Linked DNA regions of Sus scrofa: region 1 is linked to region 2. Evidence: chromatin contacts called from public Hi-C data. All regions are on one chromosome and are shown on one strand. Each heading gives the region's core, a stretch centred on a gene start, on an enhancer-like site or on the middle of the called end of the contact. The rest is flanking DNA. Distances are from core to core; before and after follow the strand shown. Region 1 overlaps SMG6 (telomerase-binding protein EST1A). Region 2 overlaps SMG6 (telomerase-binding protein EST1A).

What was found. Hi-C and Micro-C count contacts between places; a contact is called where the count stands out from the background.
Region 1: a contact with region 2 is called in a Hi-C map of fetal skeletal muscle, with 1.9 times the contacts expected there. The contact joins two enhancer-like sites. A contact is called at or near these places in 4 of 47 Hi-C or Micro-C datasets (embryonic fibroblasts, fetal heart ventricle, fetal skeletal muscle and 1 more) and 1 of 2 datasets of contacts at active chromatin or transcription factors (skeletal muscle).

Annotation. Positions count from the first base shown.
Region 1 is chr12:48,275,709-48,281,498 of Sscrofa11.1, forward strand. The region is part of intron 12 of SMG6 (telomerase-binding protein EST1A); the gene reads right to left. Among named protein-coding and RNA genes, the nearest start is that of SRR, 110 kb to the right of the region's middle. Within about 2 kb of position 1,738, at least 38 of the 83 cell types and tissues checked have an H3K27ac peak or open chromatin away from gene starts, as enhancers often do. A contact at or near this core is called in fetal skeletal muscle and skeletal muscle, where this site is marked.
Region 2 is chr12:48,207,285-48,212,866 of Sscrofa11.1, forward strand. The region is part of intron 13 of SMG6 (telomerase-binding protein EST1A); the gene reads right to left. LOC110256076 (a long non-coding RNA gene) reads left to right here. Exons shown (of 7, transcript XR_002337311.1): 7 at 41-3,818. Among named protein-coding and RNA genes, the nearest start is that of HIC1, 42 kb to the left of the region's middle. Within about 2 kb of position 2,252, at least 20 of the 83 cell types and tissues checked have an H3K27ac peak or open chromatin away from gene starts, as enhancers often do. A contact at or near this core is called in fetal skeletal muscle and skeletal muscle, where this site is marked.

The DNA.
Region 1 (5,790 bases), core at 488-2,987, 68 kb after region 2:
CCAAGAAGTCTGGGAGAGTCAAAAGACCAGTACCCGGGCTTGAAATAGCTTAGGAAGCCCCTCGGAAAGCCAAGATGTCATGCCAACTCTGTTTTCAGTAGGCTGAGGATCTGGTTCCGGCATCAGGGCTGGGCAGCTCAACAGGATGGGGTGGAGACGGGTGGGGGTGGGGGGAGATCTGTGCCACACTCTCTGAGATTTAGAAACTACAGTGTATTTTCCAGATGCCACCATGATATAAACAGGAGATAAAGTTATCAGGGATCACTGTTCTAGGAGTTAAGACATGGGTAGCAAGATACCATCCTCCAAGGAGAATAGCTGTTTATTAGGTAACCACTAAAAAATACGAGACTCCGTTAAAGAAGATCCTTTCTGCCTTTCTAATTAACACGAACGAGTCAACTTGGGCCCTTGGAAGAGTGCCCAACTTAAACTAAGTCTGCCCAATAGGGCAAAATCAGTCTGAGGCTCAGTCACCTACACCACTCCAAGAACATAAACTTCATGTTCTAAGCAGTGCAGCTGGAGCCCTATGGCCAACAACAGGTCACGGTAACCTCATTCCAGGATTTCTCAAGTACCTCTTCTGTGCCTCCCTGAACCGCTCTCTAGGTCAGTGCCTTATTTGACTTCAGTTCTCCCAAGCTGCATTCAGATGTATGGCCTGGGTCGCATCACCATGGTGTGTTAAACCCATCAGTACTGTGTGTTTGGGAAAGAGCAGCCCCCAGGGGACCTCGACATCTCCACGGCATGAGTGGAGCCCTTGGCGGCCTCCCTGGTGCGGATTCTCACGGTTCCTGCCTCTCTAAATTTTTAGCTGTAACCACTCCAACACGTCTTCTTAGTTTAGCACACACTGGACCCAAATAACCTCAGCCCAGAGCTGGAAAGTACTCTCCCTGGGGTCAGCGGCTGTACCCTGCTGGGGTCAGACTGGAGCCTTAGGCCAACACCCCTTCCTCTCACAAGAAGTCCTGGGGGAGGAGTGGGGAGGGGGCAGAAGCTCCTGCCGTGGGAGAGATCACGTGTGCCCCACACTCAGCACTTGGAGGAAGAGGAACCCCCTGGTGCCAGGCTATAGTGCTGACGCCCCAACCCGGAGCCAAGGAGACTGGGTGGGGAGCCAGGGTAGCAAAGGGGCTTCCCACAGTCACCACCACTTCCTTCAGGGAAGTGCTGATGGACTATTACTTAGTGACCTCCTAAAATGCCCTTCTGGGAAGACGTATTAAGCGTCCTTGAAGGGGTGCCGATTAGACTTGGGATTAGTTCTTATTTCAGAGCTGCCCTCTGAGGGTGAGCGAAGGAGCTGTTTTTTAGCTCAGGAATTTCTATCTCGTCTGCAGGGTCAACACATGTAGGCTCCCTGCGGAAATTAGCTTACTGCATACTCCCTACATATCCCCATGTCTCTCTATGTGACAGCACCTCAGAGGGCTCCCTACAAACCTTTTCCAGCATGCTCTGTAGACTATACAAGACAAGCCATGGAAAGGCAGCAAGTCCAGGAATTTTTGGAGGGTTTTTCTTTTTTTTTTTTTTTTTTTTTTCTTTTTAAATCAGTACTCCAATCCAACAGTGTGATAAATGCATCCGAGCTACAATTAGGAAGATATATAGCATCAGAATGCGAAGGTCTGGGCAGCCTGGTGAAACGCGGGCTCTCCAGAGCCCCAGCTATGTTTCCCATTATGTAACCCTGGTCATGGGCAGACAGCCAGACTCCAAATGAAAAAGAGACTCTGGCTTGGCACTGGTTCTATTTTCCTATCCTCATTCGGGGTCAGCGCAGTGTCATACAGCTGCAGAGAAAGCTCTGGGGATTAAACCTGGGAAAGCCTCCAAGACCAGGACCTGGGTTCAAGTACCAGCTGAAAGCAATAAACCAACTGCCACAGCTGGGCTAGGTTTGGATGTTCTCAAAGTCCCCTGACTCTTTCACTTACTGAGAACTAGAGATCAAGATGAGGGAAGATTTGGCTTCAGCAGAGACTATGAAATGAGGTAGGTTGTCCCACTGCCCTGGCCTCGCCAAAGGTCTTGGGATGCAAGGGGGCTACGCTTAGGCTCGTGGAGGCCCGCTGCTCTGCTCTTCTCCACCACCTGACACTCACAGCCTGCCTCATGCTCACTGGTAACACAGGGAGGAGCTGCCCCTCCCCTCTAACGAGGCCTCGCCCAGAAACTGTGCTCCCCGCTCCTCCCCCACCCCAAGGAGATGGCCCCTCCGAACACTGTGGTCTGTTCTAAATCGACCAAAGCACTCTACACTGTCTTTTACAGTGGCTCAAGGCAACTTTCCACACCCTGCTACAATCCTCTGGACCAAAAATTTCCTGGGATGTAAAGCCATCCTATTACAGCTCTTAGCAGATACAAATGGGAAGTCAAGTAACTTGGGTGCTGATCCCAGCAGACATACCTACTAAGTGCCACTGTGTGGGAAGGCACAAATGGCCCTGAAATCCTGCCCTGGACACTCTGCAGTGTCACTGATGTTCTGTTGTCATCATTCTAAGTAGTCCATGTGTGCCTAAGTGGCTACTGCCAAAAAAAAAAAAGTAAATTTAACCAGAAAGAAGAAGAGGAATACAGGCAAAAGGAGAGGACCAAGGAGACGAATGAGGTGCTCTGGAATTCCCCCGGGGAAAGTGGAAGATGCTCTGAAATGACTCTAACTGTACAAGCAAAGACAGTAACATAATGAAAGACCGGGAAGGAAGGGAGGAAGATTAAATAAGGATCCAAATATATGAAGGCGACAATTTGGGAGTGGGATTTCTGGAGGAGAAGCAAACTGAAGTGTAGGTTATCTGGTCACCTTATCTTAGGATCGATGAGGATGTGTCTTTGTAGAGAGCACACGCAGGCAAAGACCACTGAAAACATACACAGGAGCGGCGTTAAGTGGAAGCCGTTTCCTTCCTCCTCTCTCGAGAGCGTTCCTAAACCCTCCAAAATGAAGAGCACCACAAGGACCTTAAGAGTGTCAGAGGGATTACTGTTCTGACATCTATGGAACTCTCTGGAGTATGCTATGCCCTATAGTCTTAAAAGCCTCCGCACTATGGAAGATCAGTGGGTGTAAGATGCCACTCTGCAACCCACAGAACCACCATACCTTGCCACTCTCTCAACCGGGTGAGTATTCACTCCGTGCGTGTCAGGCAGTTATGAGAGGGACTGGAAAGAAGGGAGGTAAATTCTGATTCCACTTTTCCAGTGCTCGGAAGGCCATGAGGTGGAATGACCTTCAGGGGTGGTCAGGCCAGGTATGCGCGGTCCCAAAGTGGCACCAGCCCTCAAACCACCACGCCTCGTGGTCGCCCCGGGATAGCAAAGCCTCTCCTTTATGCTTAAACTTGCATTCCAGAGACAACCAGTCATTGATCCCAACTGCAAAGACAGACAGTGTAGAGGGGACTCTTCTCCACCCCCGACTTTCTAGCCTAGACTGGACCGTCAAAAAGCAAGTTACAGCTACAGGAACCCGTTTACTAGGAGCTCAGATCCCATCTATTATGTGGTCAGATTTGCCTTCCCTGTGAAGAAAAGTCTGAAAAGACTAAGCAAATGTGATTCAAATGTCCCACCCCCGTGCCTCTCTGCAGCCTTGGAGGTGAAGCCCAGCTGGGGATGGCTGTAGCACAGAGCACGTGCCCAGCTGCAGATTGAGCCCTTGCCCAAAGATGGGCAGCAGCTCGCATGAGCCGGCAACGGGCCATTTGCTGCAGCATCCAAAGAGAAAACAGACTCAGCACCTCAAGCAAATGAGGCCCAGCACTTCCTGTGTGAGCTTTCCATTTCCTCAGCCAAACAAAAGCCAAAGGGAACGGGAGAGGGAGGAGGGATGAAGTGAGACAGGTCGCAAAAGAGAGTTAACAGGCCTCAGGGCCAGGAGGTGGGTAAACTGGGGCTGAGTGGACCGTACCTGAGGGACCTTCGGTTGGGGTGGGGGCGACCCAGGGAAAGCCCAAGCTCCAGGGACGAGTGGTCTGCCTCCTCGGCCCCCAGAGGAAGGGAGGAACACTCTGTGGCCCTGCACATGCTCAGAAGCAGTGGCTTCAGATACTTGGAGAGCAGAGACCTTCCTTGTCAGTTTCTTTCCAAACTGCCTCGTCGGCATTGCAGATTAATGGCCTGAAAAGTTTGAGGCTGTACATGTTAACTCTTTGGGGAACACTGCTGGGAAACAGCTGCCCCTAGCCAGCAGATCAGTTTGTTCCTTTGTGTGGCCACAGCTGCCCAGCTCAGGGCTCAACTCTGGTTCACGAGGCCTCAGCTTGGAGTGCATTTTGGAAACCTCGAAAGGTTCACAGGAAAGATGCAGCAACTCCTTTGGTACTGTATCAGCCACATGGTTAGAGAGCTAAGCTGGGGTGGGGGCTGCAGGGGAGGGAAGCCTTAATGGTCCAGGGCTTCTTGGGGTGAGGAGCAAGGAAGACATGTGAGGATCTAGAGTCCACACACAAAGGTCTGCTGGCCAGAATCTCCACTGAAGCCTTCCCTCTCTGGGTCACCCATGAGTCCAGGAGACTTACATGGGTGGCCCCAGTCCAGAGACACAGCCCTCCCCACTCCCTAGAAATGCCACTGGCAGCATCCTAGATAGCCCTCCTCCATCCTCCCATACCTTCCCCTCCCAGAGAAGAGCCCTGGAGAAGAATGACGAGATGCTGGGTATGGATGCTTGCTTGTTCCTAAACACACATGCACACACCCAACACCGAGCCTGAAGGAACTCTGGGCACACTCCACCTGCCAGAGACCACAGCACAGAGGATGGGAGAGAGAGAGGTGGAGGAAAGGGAGAAAGGGAGGTAAGAGAGAGAAAGAGATAGGAAGAGAGAGTAAGGGAGAGGGAGAGAGAGATGGAGAGTCAACAGAGACAAGTGCCTACATGCACTACATTAAGACACTCTTGTGCAAACACACACACACTCACAGCAACACTAACACACAGAAGAATGGTACACATGGGAATATGGACATAGATCAGGAGCCAGCAAACTTTTTCTGTAATCAGATAGACAGTAAGTATTTTTGGCTCTGTAGACCATACGCTCTCTGTCACAACTTCTCAGTTCTGTTGTTGCAGTGTGAAAGCAGCCACAGACAGAGTGTAAACAAACAAGCATGGCTGTGTTCTACCATAACTTTATGGACACTGAAATGGGGCTTTCATATACTTTTCACAAGTCATGAAATCCTAGCTTTTGATTTTCTTTTTCAACCATTTAAAAATGTAAACCATTCTTAGCTCATGGGCCATAGCTTGCTGACCCCTGATACAGACAAACATGAACAGCAGAGACAGACAAATAGAGGCAAACAAAGAGGCAGGCAGGTGGATACAGGCAGACACACACATACAGACCTCGGTCCCTGGCCCCTGACAGAGAGACCTCGACTGACACACACAGTCACAGACAAACATGACACGGGCCCAGGAGGGCCAGGGCACAGGCACTGAGGAACATATACACACACTCCCACAGGACACAGCCTCACACAGAGAGGCATGAACAGAACCAAACCACACATGGACTGACATGGACCCAGAATCAGATGCAGTTATGGATGTGGACAGAAAGACACAGAGATAAGACACACATTGAAACAGATTGCTCATGGGGACACATGAACCCTGCAAAGAGAGCCACACACAAGGTTAGGCAGAGATGCAGACAAAGATACGGAAACAGCAAATGGACACATGTGGACACATATATGTACAAAGACATGGAAAGGCATGCGAAAGACCCTTCAATAACAAATCCCCAC
Region 2 (5,582 bases), core at 1,002-3,501:
AAGTGCAGAGGATTCTGAAGGTCTCTTTCCGTTTTCACAGGTTTCTAGGACTCTGGGCAGTCATCTTGGAAAGGAGGAGAGGAAAGACGGTGCTGCCACTGACCTTGATGCGGAGCTCAGCTCTGTCGTGGAGACAGTGCCAAGAGCTGGGCTGGGCCATTTTTTGAAGGAAGGGTTGATGATGCAGAGTCCGAACTAACAGTGAGAGCCTGGGGCTAATGCCTGATGGAAAAAGGTGGTATAGGTTCTGCTCATGCGATAAGCGGCTCGGGAAGACTTGGAGGGTTTTATGGAATCATTAGCACAGAGCTCCCCTCTGGCCACAGAGCAGAGGAAGGAACAGCAGACCAGTTTATAAAGCTCCAGAGCGGAAAATTTCTGTTGGTGTCCAAACTAAGTTTTTTGGCTTTCTGTGAGGTTTGGAAAGACTTATACTGATGTTTTAATCACCTGTTTAGTGTTCTGAAGACTCTTGTCAGCGGCCTCACTGAGCCTGCTCCAGCAGGCAGTGGGAGCTGCTGGCTCAGACACTGTGCTCTTTCTGGGAGCCGTTTCTTTCCCATGGCCGCCCCTGACACCCTGCAGCTCCCTCCACGCCACTTGGAGGGTACGAGGCAAACCTGTGTGCCCTGTAGGAGGCTGAGGACACACTTTCTGGATAATTGCTCACAAGATCCGAAGCCAGGAAATGTTGCTTAGGAAAAGCGAAGGTGCAGACAGGTAAGGAGCAGTTTCTGGAGATCAGTCGGCCAGCAAGGCCTCTGGGGCGGCCCAGAGGAAGCAGGCTTGCCTTCTAGGAGAACCACCACCCAGACATTCCAAAGCCCTTGGGAACTGATCATGAAAGAAGTCCTCATGAGTGAAAAAGAAAACTGAACAAACTCAGGGCACGGCGCGTTCTAGAAACAAAAACTCATGAGCTTGCAAGAAGCTCATTAAGGAGCTTCAGGGTAGTGGCAAGTAGAACAAGTCAGTAATTCTTCTGCAGTTTTCATGGGTCACAGCTTCTCAGTGGCTGAAATATCCCATTTTACCGGGAAAGCTGCGGTGGAGATGAAGCGGTGGCTGAATGTTGCTAGGCATTAGGCTATTTCATCTCATTATCACAGTAATCCTGGGAGATAGAAAGAGGAAGAAGAAACTGAAGCCCAAAGGAAACACACATGCAGTAAGTGGTGAGGCTGGGATTTGAACCCACATTTGTCTTACACTGAAGCCTGTGCTCAGTCCATTATACTACAGAGCCTCTTAGGAAGTAATGGCACTCTTGGAGAAAGGATCCTCCAGGACCTTCTTCAAGTCCTGCCCCCTCCTCCGGGCTCAGCAGCCCAAAGGCTCACCTCCAGGACAAAATAAAACAGTTCTGAAGAACACATTTAGATGCACACAAACCAAATGGGTGCTTGGCTAAGCTACAGGCAAGAACAGAGACAGTGAAATGAAAAACTTCTCAGAATATCTACCCTAAAAGGAGTCTATCGTCCACATCCAGTTTACTTCATCTCCCTGGACACAGCAGGGCAAGACCTCAGCTGCTCAGCCGATGCACTGAATGAACATGGGAAACCAGTCACCACCGGATGCCAAGTTAAGGCTACGCGTGAGTGGCCCCAGAAAGTTCTCTGCACTACAGTCTTGGACCCTGGATGGACTGTAAAGAGAAAGGGCTATCAAGGAGCACGGGGACGAGACAAAAGAAATCAAAGCTCTCTCCTTCCACCTGGCACCCAAAGGCTCCCCAGATCCATCAGTCTGAGAAACGTTTACTAAGCAGGCAACAGGGGGTGTTGTTCCTCTGGCAGCACTGGATCTTGGAGCAGCATGTGAAGGCAGAGAAGAGAAAGGACAACAGTTTCCTTCTCAGCAGAAAGACCAGGCTGAGGGAGGAGAAGCTCATTTCTGACTGAGTTCTCAGGGCGTACTTCCCGGCCCCAGAATGTTTTTTTCTTTCTCTTCTGCTCTTTCCTGGGGAAGCTATTACAACTGTCTGCTCTCTCCAGCTGAGAGTTAACCTCCGTGTCTGGTCAGACCGCTCCACACATGCTGCTGCTCCCTGCCCTGCTATGCCCACGTTCAAGAAGATAAGCCTCCAACGTGGCTCTTCGGGGAGGAAGGAAGGGGGTCTCTCAAGGGACCTCTGCTCACTGAGGGAAGAGGGACTCGGACGCAGCAGCCCACCCGCCCTCCCTCAGTGACCTCAGGGGAGTCTACACAGGCTGCCGGTGAGAGGGGCGAGGGAGGGGGCAGGCAGCGAGAGAGCGAGAGAGGGAGACCATGACCAGAGAGGTCTTAAGTCCCACAGGAGTTAACTGTGAGGACAAGGAAAAGGCCGTCTGCCTTGTCACCGGGCCAAGATTAACCAGACCCATCCAATTATGACAGAGGGAAGGCGGGTGCAGGATCAAGACGAGGGGCAGAAGCCTGCAGACCACTGCATACGGGGAAACATCGGAGAAAAGTGTTCCAAAGCTGATGACAAGGCAGACAGGGAACTTACATGTCCTTGCTGACAGGAAAGAAAGAGTGACACTCTGGGTCTTCTCTCATCTGCGGGATTTCTAACAGGCGTCTGAGGTTCACCCTCTTCCCAAGGATGTGCTGACAGCTGGGAACACTGCCCTTCGGGTCAGGCAGAGCAGGGATCTAGCCCTCTCCAGGAGCTCACAAAGAGGTTTAGTAAGGACTCAAACCACGGTCCAAAACACAAATGGGACTGCCATTTCCTGCTGGGTTTCCACGCTGTAAAAAGTGGGGGAGAAATGCCAACTACAAAGCGCTCGGTCTCCTGTGGAAAATGGAGTCCGCCGTGTATCCGGCTCCAGGTTCTGACTTGTAAATCTAAGTGAGAACTAGTTGCTAGCTGCTGGAGGATTATAGTGTTAAAGAGACATTCCACCACCCCACCTGCCAGCCTTTCTGCTCCCTGTCTGTGGACTTCTAGGGAGCTGACGACAAAGCTGTCTTGGGCCTCCGTAGGAAGGGCAGCCTCGGGCTTTGGCAGCTCCTTCTGGACCCCAGTTCACTGTCCTGTGTTCTTAAACAGCTTTGATGGAACAAGCCATCTGTGAGGGTTATTTAGCTTGGAACTGGAAGAGGGTGAGGATGTGGAAAAAATAAACTGAGCAGCCAAAGGATGGGGCCAGAGAGAGAGAAGGCAGGTGGCATGTTCATGGGACTATGTGCCAGGGCTGAGAGGAGGGTGGGATTACAGAAAGGAACGGTGCCGAAAGGAGGCCGGCCTGGGAAGTGCTGGAATGCCCAGGACAGTGTGATTTTATTTCCCAAGTGGTGTTTTGCTGTTCTCCTTCAAGAGCTCACAAACCCTCACCTGTGGGAGTCTGTTACAGGAGACTCCTAGGATAACAGAACTGTAAGCACACCTGTTTCACCTTCTGAAAAACTACCTGAATCCTAATTTCTTGCTGGGCTTCGTCTTAGTCTAAAAGGTTAATCTAACAGTTTTTTGGACATCCAAAGCTACAGACGATGGCAAAAGCCGGATCCTTAACCCACTGAGCGAGGCCAAAGATTGAACCCGCAACCTCATGGTTCCTAGTCGGATTCGTTAACCACTGAGCCACAACGGGAACTCCAAAACTTCAGGGTATTCTGGGAAGATATATGGGAATCTGATGCAGGACTGGATTGTAACTAGCTGTTTCTTTGGAGTCTTCTTAATCGTCCCCTCTACTGAGAGAGACTTCTATTTTTAAAATCCAGGCATTTCCACTTACTGTATCGCATTAACCTGACTGAAATCTTAGGAAGGGACTACTCTCATTCCCATTTCATACAGGAATAAATAAGTTATGATTTTCTTACGATTAACTTATGACGGAATTTTCTTATGATCAGAACAGAGCAGAACGAAGACTATGACTTGTAACTAGATTTTTTTTTTTTTTTTTTTTTTTAACGGCTGCTCCTGTGGCATAGGGAAGTTTTCCGGCTAGGAGTCAAACTAGAGCTGCAGCTGCAGCCTATGCCACAGCCACAGCAATGCCGGATCCGAGCTGCATCTGCGACCTAGGCCACAGCTTGTAGCAAGGCTGGATCCTTAACCCACTGAGTGAGGCTTGGGATGGAACTCATCCTCACAGAGACAACGTTGTGTCTTTAACCTGCTGAGCCACAACAGGAACTCCCGTAACTAGGTTTTTAACCAGATTTTTTCTGCAGGTCACTGTGGCAACATGGCGTCAGCATTAACGGTATCTAATCTGATCCACTCCTGATCGCCATGTCTATGTGCCACATCCTCACAGGATTTGAAAGAGACCAAAAAGCTGCTGCCATATTTCTGATTCTCTATTAAAATTTTCCAAGTCATTAGACTAAGAACAGGCTTAAAGACAGCAATTGTGAATTCCGTTTACTTCTGTAGCACACACACAGAAAGACATACAAATAACTGTCAACTACTTAGTACAGTCTCAGTGCTTGACACTGATAAGACAAAGACAAAACTTTTACCAGCCTGTGTTAGGGAAGCCCACACACAGCTCAAACACTTTGACAGTGACAACGGAGATGAAACTGAATCCTGTCACTGAATTCGGTTATTTAGACTAAAGCCACTCTTGCTGCTGACAAAGTAGAGAAAAAGTACAATGAGAGCATCTCTTCTAGGAGGCACCAAAGATATGGTGGCGCCTGGGCTTCAACTACCAGGCCAAACCAAATCTGCTCAGTAGCATGTCATTTAGACACGAGGCACGTGGTAAAAACATACAAACCAACAGTACAAAAGGCTGAATTTTAAAAACAATTCTTCTCACCTTTGGTTTCTATAGCCTGTTTCCCAGCCCAATTGCAGTTTCTGGTGTGGCCTACAGAAATATTTATACATATACTGTCATATATGATTAACTATGGACTTATTTTTATTTATTTAATTTTTGCCTTTTTAGGGCTGCGCCCTTGGCATATGGAGGTTCTCAGTCTAGGGGTGAAATCACAGCTGCAGCTGTGGGCCTTCACCACAGCCAGAGCAACATAGGATCTGAGCCCCATATGCGACCTACACCACAGCTCACAGCAATGCTGGATCCTTAACCCACCAAGTGAGGCCAGGGATCGAACCCACGTCCTCATGAATACTAGTCACGCTCATTACCTCTGAGCCACAGTGGGAACTCCTGGACTTATATCTTTTATAGATATATTTATATAAATGGTGATACACACTGCCATTAAAAAAAAACTCATAAGCACATCTTAGAGATCATCAACATTATTTGTGGGAGTTCCTGTTGAGGCTCAGTGGTAACAAACCCAGCTAGTATCCATGAAGATGCAGGTTCAATCCCTGGCCTCCCTAAGTGGGTTAAGGACCTGGCATTGCCGTGAGTTACGGTGTAGGTCGCAGACGCAGCTTGGATCTGGCATTGCTGTAGCTGTGGCATAGGCTGGCAGCTATAGCTCCAATTCGACTCCTATATGAGCCTGGGAACCTCTATATGCCATGGGGACGGCCCTAAAAAAAAAAGATGCTTCTATCAACATCGTTTGTGAAGTTCACTTCATACCAAATGCTAAAGATCATCAACAGTAGGGTTTTGGAACAGACCCAGAAAACTGAG